2 separate regions of the Drosophila melanogaster genome follow, and region 1 is linked to region 2. A link is a contact called in public Hi-C data. All regions are on one chromosome and are shown on one strand. The core of a region is the stretch at or near the end of the contact, and the rest is flanking DNA. Distances in the headings are between cores, read along the strand shown. Region 1 holds the start of mnd (minidiscs). Region 2 holds the start of CG42507.

The links. A called contact is a pair of places that touch in the nucleus more often than the background predicts.
Region 1: a Hi-C map of the Kc167 cell line shows a contact between it and region 2, with 1.8 times the contacts expected there. The contact joins the promoter of mnd here to the promoter of CG42507 in region 2. A contact is called at or near these places in 8 of 107 Hi-C or Micro-C datasets (the D17-c3 cell line, the Kc167 cell line, the S2 cell line and 2 more) and 2 of 6 datasets of contacts at active chromatin or transcription factors (both in the Kc167 cell line).

What each region holds. Positions count from the first base shown.
Region 1 is chr3L:14,983,402-14,986,627 of dm6, reverse strand. It overlaps mnd (minidiscs), which reads right to left and starts at 1,528. Exons shown (of 5, transcript NM_168601.3): 1 at 1,474-1,528. It overlaps CG5114, which reads right to left. Exons shown (of 3, transcript NM_140474.4): 1 at 2,838-3,226; 2 at 2,508-2,715; 3 at 2,142-2,417. The coding sequence ends at 2,204.
Region 2 is chr3L:14,756,421-14,759,579 of dm6, reverse strand. CG42507 reads left to right here and starts at 1,618. Exons shown (of 7, transcript NM_001169973.2): 1 at 1,618-1,738; 2 at 2,250-2,676. It overlaps Trl (Trithorax-like), which reads left to right. Exons shown (of 7, transcript NM_206360.1): 3 at 2,250-2,676. The coding sequence starts at 2,485.

The sequences.
Region 1 (3,226 bases), core at 279-2,778, 230 kb before region 2:
ACTTCAAAAATGAGGAAGTCGTTGATAAGAAGCCGCAATCCCAGTTAATCTAATACTTTTTTTCTTTTACTGTAACTGTAAATCAAATATCAATTAATTTTACAGCCGTTTGTGTATGGAGATTTATGGGGCTAACCGCAGCTGAAGAGAGTTACGGATTAGTTAGTTAGATTACCCAACGGAGACCCCATTTAATATAAGGCTTCTTTTGTTGCTCATTTGACGACGATTACTCCAATGGATTCGGCGGTCTTTTATGCGCCAAAATGCTCATTAATGCAAACCGAGCGACTTTTGTTAAACACTTGAGCGGATTATCATGAAGTGTAGTTTCGTTGGTGGATTGTGGGGTGGGGGGTGGGTATGGATCATCGCCAGGCGCGTGCATTTGACATTTCAAACTGTGATAATTCAATTGTGTGAATCGTGAACCTTTAGTGCCCGACCGACTGACTGGCTATATGGATTAGCAGCTGCCCATCTTTACCTCCCTCGCGACCGCCATAAAAACTACTACAAATAATAAACAAAGCAAGTGTAGCGCCTCCGCTCAGTTTAGTGGCTCAGCCAGCGGGATGGGATCATTTTGGATACGTAGAGCTCCTCTGGTAATCTAATTGTAAAAGAGACACACAGGGCGCTGTTTTTTTTTGTATTATTCGCCGGTGTGGTGGTGTCGCCACAGCCACAATTACAGTGCTTTCGGTGGATCAGTTCGGGCCCCCGTTTGTGGTTGATTAACTGTGATTTCGTGTGACTTTTATTGTCGCCTCGTAGCTGCGGGATATCAGCTTTAATACACTTTCGGAGGGTATTCTAGCTATAAGCTCAAGAAGAAGGATATGGACATATACATGTCATTAACATCTATTGATTCATCAGATTTCAATGTTTATTCAGACGGATGTCTTAACTAGTTGATTAATTTTTAAAATATATGATCTTTTTTAAGTTTAATTTTATTTTATTCTGCTATTTTTGAATTTTTCATTTCAATTTGATTGTAATTTTAATAAATCGGATATGATCACTTTTGCACAGGATTTGTAAATTCTCTCATAGTTTTTATAGGGTATTCCAATTTTAGAACTCAAAATTAACCCTTTCTTTCTTGTTACTTTTTTTTAACTCCCCCGCGCCGCACTTAATGTGTATATTTTGAAAAAGAAAAATATGATGGATCACTTCCATATGCAATTTTCGTTAATATTTCGGTGAGGCTTCATCATATAATGCCACGAGTCATAAGTTTTCGTGATTACCATTCCACAGGGTAATATAAATGTACTCAAACTTGCGAATGAACATTGTAAGTTTTATTTATAGCTGCAGAACTTTGTGCTATTGCTTTATTAAATTTAATGTAATTCAAATATTCACTCGCTGCGCTTTAAATATTTGCTTATGATATTTTCACGCAGTTAAAATCCCTGGGAGACTACGTTTTGAACCGTTTCAGCATTATTTTTTTACCCGATAGAGGGAGAACCGTTACCCATTCGCACTGATAACCCGATGCAGACTGAGTCGAGAATTCCATCCGTGGGTCGCTCTTCCGAAAAAGCTTTAATAATATAATACAACAGAAAGGTAAATAAATATGTAAATCTGAAAATTCGTTTTCATTTTTTAGACAATTGTTCGCCTTTGTGTGCGTGTATGTGTGTGGATGTCGGAGGTGAACGACAACCGACAAACAAAAACATAAACAAGTGTTTGTCTCTTTGGATGTGCTCCCAATGCAATACGCATGTCACATTCTCCCTAAGAGAACCAGATATTGAAGAGAATTCGTTGCAGTTGCATTTAGAATGCACTTACTTCTCATATACGCTTCCGATTAAAACCATAGTTCTGACCCATTAAAAAGTTAAAAAACAATAATTCTTTTCCTAACCCAAATTGACAGCATGAAATTAAATTTCCTTACCAATTTACAAAAACTTCAAATAGTATAATATTCTTGACACAATGCAAAAAAACCGGAATCCTTTTCAGTTCTATTTTGTTACCCCAAACTGTAACCTTCTTTGTGTGTTCTATCTTTAGTCAGCCCTGTGCCTCCCCCCTTTTTCTTGTACATATATGGGGCAAGTGTATCAGGACCGCCACATGGGTTCATTGCACCAGGCTACTGAGATAAATTTTAATATGTATTTACTATTTACATATATATAGCACAGTACAAAACTTTAAAACCTAACTAATCGCCCAGCGCCGGCACCTTGAATATCTTGGCCGTGTTGTCCTCGGATACCGTTAGCAATAGATTTTCCTGAGGCTTGTAGACAAACTCGTAGATGTGATAGTAGTGTCCCGTCAGCGTGAATTTCAGAATTCCTGTGCGTGCGTCGAATGCGTTCAGATTTCCCTGCGAGGTGGCCGCAAGTATCGTGTGGTCGTTCAACCATTTGATCCTGGAATAATTAATGCAATTAGTAAGCAACAACCAAATTAAAAGTTAAATCAAAGTTATAATATTTTTTACAGTTTTATGCGGTGCTCACCTTATGACAGCATCATTGGGAACTGGATTTTCGCATATGGTACGCAACGCTGATTTGGCATAGTCCCAGATGGATATCCTGCCGTCCAGCGAGCCACAGGCAAAGAGCTTTAGATCCGCCGAGGAGGGAGCAAAGGCCAGACACTCAATTCCGTGTTCCGACTGGATTGTGCTAACCGGACCGTTGTTAGTGCAGAACAGCATTTTTCCTGAACGAAAATAAATCTATTAGTTGCCGTTTATATGCAATGGAGAACATGATTGCTTTTACTAATAGTTTTGTTATGGAAACTGGTATTATACCGAATTCCTTTACCACTGGAGCACTCACCGGACGCCTCAGCGCAGACGTAGAAGGGCGATTCCCTTTCGCAGGCCACCACCGCGTGCGTGATCTCGCCGAAACCCATTGGATGCGATTCGTTTACGTCAATGAGCACCTGACAGCTCTTGAGATCCCACAGCTTTACGGATCCGTTCACGTAGGCCGTGAACAGCTTTTTGCCATCCCCACTGAGCTCTCCGGACTCGCAACGCGAAGATTGTCCCGGCAGGATTTTGCATTCACCGCTGGGTATGCGGAAAACGAAGACCTCTCCGCTGTCACTACCCGCCAGCAGGATGTGGGCAGCTCGATGCCAGAAGAGCCAGGACATGTCGCTCATGGAGTACTCCCAGATTTTAGTCAGGATCGGACGTTCGTCGTGCTTTTCACTGACC
Region 2 (3,159 bases), core at 369-2,868:
CAAAAATTTAATTTGAAAATCTTTAACTAACGTACGGCCAAACGCACTATAAAAACTAGCCAATGGAAAAAATAGTCCAGTAACGCTTATACAATTTGTTTACAAAAACCAGTTATACAATGTATTCCAAAATTTTACATAGTAATTCTATTCCTACCACTTATGTTTTGTATCCCACTGTGCTTGGTTTGCACTCATTCCTCCACCTCTGCCGAGTCACCCACCACCAACACCCCCCAGCGCGCACGCTCTCCCTCATTCTCACATCATGCTCCGTTGGTTGGTATTGCCAGCTACGAAACATGAAACATGCTCACTGCTTTAACGCCGATTGGAACTTTAAAGGGGCATTTCGAACGGCATTTCTCATGGCCCCTTCCCTGCCCAGCAGCATCATAACAGAGAAAATTGTAATCTTAAAAATTTGGACACTCGCTCACTTTATATTACTTTCTTCTCTGAGCGTTGGCTAGAAGTGCCACTCTCCTTCTCCTTCAATTCCAAATTCGACTAACTTCCCTATCGCGGGGTCTCTCCGCTCTTAAGCTGGACTTGATCTGCATACGAGAATGAGACTGGCTATATGTTTTTACCCCGTAGGGTCTCGGTCTCTGAGATGTGTCAAAAGTAACAGGTGATTGGATTGGATTCGAAAGGAGAGAGGAGAGTTAGAGACAGGGGAAAGAGAATGTAGAGCGTAAGAGCGAACCGGCTTTTCTACCATTTGTTATTATTACTTTCACAGGATCTGTTAATATTTCGGAACCGAAGAGAAACCCAGTCCCGATACATGTCTATTTTAATCTAAACCTATCAGATTCTTTTGATTCCTGTGTAACCCTCAGTAGCATTACACTTGTTCCCAGAAAAATGGAATCTGGTATCTTAAAAAGAAAACTGAAAGTAATTTATTCTGAACCCAATACCCTTCTAGATTTTGGTGATCAAACATAATAAATTGTTAGATTAGGGACTCGTTCTACGAAAATCTGCTTATCGATTTAATCATAGCTAATGTTGGAATTTATTTTTAATACAATTGCTCGATACCTTAGCTAGAATAATTCAAAAACGTTCTGAATTGTTTATCCTTCATTTTTAAACTGTAAAATTTGAGCTTATTCAGAGTGGAGTAGTATAAGAAAATGTTGAATATTTTGATACCGGATCCGATAGTTATAGAACCGGAACCTACGGATCCCGTTGACCTTTTTCTTATCGCACTCTGATATTCCAACCGGTCGGACACATGTGTTTTTCATCCGTGAAGTCGGCCCAGAATATTTCCATCATTCAATATTTACCACCTTTTATAGTTTTGTTTACTATCTTGCCGACTTTTTTGTCTTGCCGTCTTGCTCTCCTCTCCATCCTAAAAATACTCTTCCTGCGCTCCATCTGGCAATGCCGCTCGACAACTGTACTTCAAAGAGCGTTGCCAGGCAGGTCACTTCTCTCATAGATACACAGATACAGGCGCGCACGCACACCAGCACGCAAAATAACCACCACCAGCAGTACAGAAATTACACATTTTCTCCCCGAGTAGAGAACTGAAAAACTGGCCGCGCTGGCAGCGCCGGAGCAGCGAAATTCGATCGAAACCATTTACTCAGTCTCAGTTCGAGTTATCCAACGTTGGCGAGCGGACAAACAAGCAGGAGAAAAAAGCGTACGGGCAAGAGAAAGAGAAGGCACAAAATCACCCACAGCCACTGAAATTTTCTTTTGCGCTCCGGTGAGAAGATAATTTCACAAACCAAAACCGAACCAACAAACAAAAAAAGTGCGCTCCGTGAGCGGGAAAACAATAACAAAATCAAGAGACATGCGATTATAAAACGAACAAAATAACTGAGTGACAAAAAAAAATTAAATGCGTGTCTCATGGCTTGACTGTACTGTGTATTAAAAAATGTGATTGTGTCGGCTGTCCGTCTGTCTGAGTTTGTGCGCGTGTGTGTGCTGTTGGCGTTTTTAAATGTGGCGCGCTATTTTTGTGTGATTTTTGTGGGCAGCAACGAATTTTGAAACATCAATTGTATACTAGTTGTCAGTCCCCTTGTGAAAAAGTCTTCTCCAACAACAAAATTCCTGTGAGCAGCCTACACACATGCGTTGTCTCGCTCTCGCGCGCTCTGGCCCCCAAAGAGTGCGAGAGCGGGAGAGTGAGACCGAGAAAGAGAGAGAGAGAGAGAGAGCTAATAACTAACGTCTGTACTCTTTTTCTTTTCCATTTTTCATTTCAGTTTCGAGAAAGCAGCGCGCCAAGCAGCAAGAAGAGGAAGAGCAAAGGGAGTTGGAAAAGCAGTGGCGTCGTGGAGGAGGAGTAGAAAGGGGATTTTTGCGAAAAATCCCAACTTGAAGAGAATTTTCCCCGTAACCGTTAAACATTAAATCGTCGTGTTGGAGACAAATAGCAGCGAATACGCTAGCAACGCTGGGGAGGAACAACAATTGTTGGATTTGGACGCGACCGCTTTGATGTCGCTGCCAATGAATTCGCTGTATTCGCTCACCTGGGGCGATTACGGCACCAGCCTCGTATCGGCAATCCAATTGTTGCGCTGCCATGGCGACCTCGTCGATTGCACGTTGGCCGCCGGCGGGCGGAGTTTTCCCGCCCACAAGATAGTCCTGTGCGCCGCCTCCCCCTTTCTGCTGGACTTGCTAAAGGTAAGTGCTCGGTTCGGAAACACTGCCTAAAACACCTTTCAATAAGAGAGCTTGTACATAACCTCAAACGTTTCGTACAGTTTGTAAACAGAGAAATCCAATCGCAGAAATAGGTTAATGTTTGGAGCGCAGAGAAACTGACACTCGCACGCAAATGCATACATATGTATAAATAACGCAGATTTACGCTCCGCTCCAAAAGTTGTCTAGAGATTTTTGTACAAGTTTTCCACTGTCAATTGAGTTGAATGAGTGGCTCCGCCCCCCGCATTCCCGCCGTCTATCTTGCTTATCAGCTTTTTCTTGTTGCAAAGTTCACCGGAGAACGAGAGAGTGAGACGTAGAGACAGAGCGCAGACAGAGAGGGAGAGAGCGAGAGAACCAGTTGGTTCGGTCGACAGAAAAGTGGTTTTGGGCCCGGTGGTGTAACAGAGAGGGGAGAGCCGAAAGCTGGTGCGCCAACTTTTAAATCGCATGTGTTAG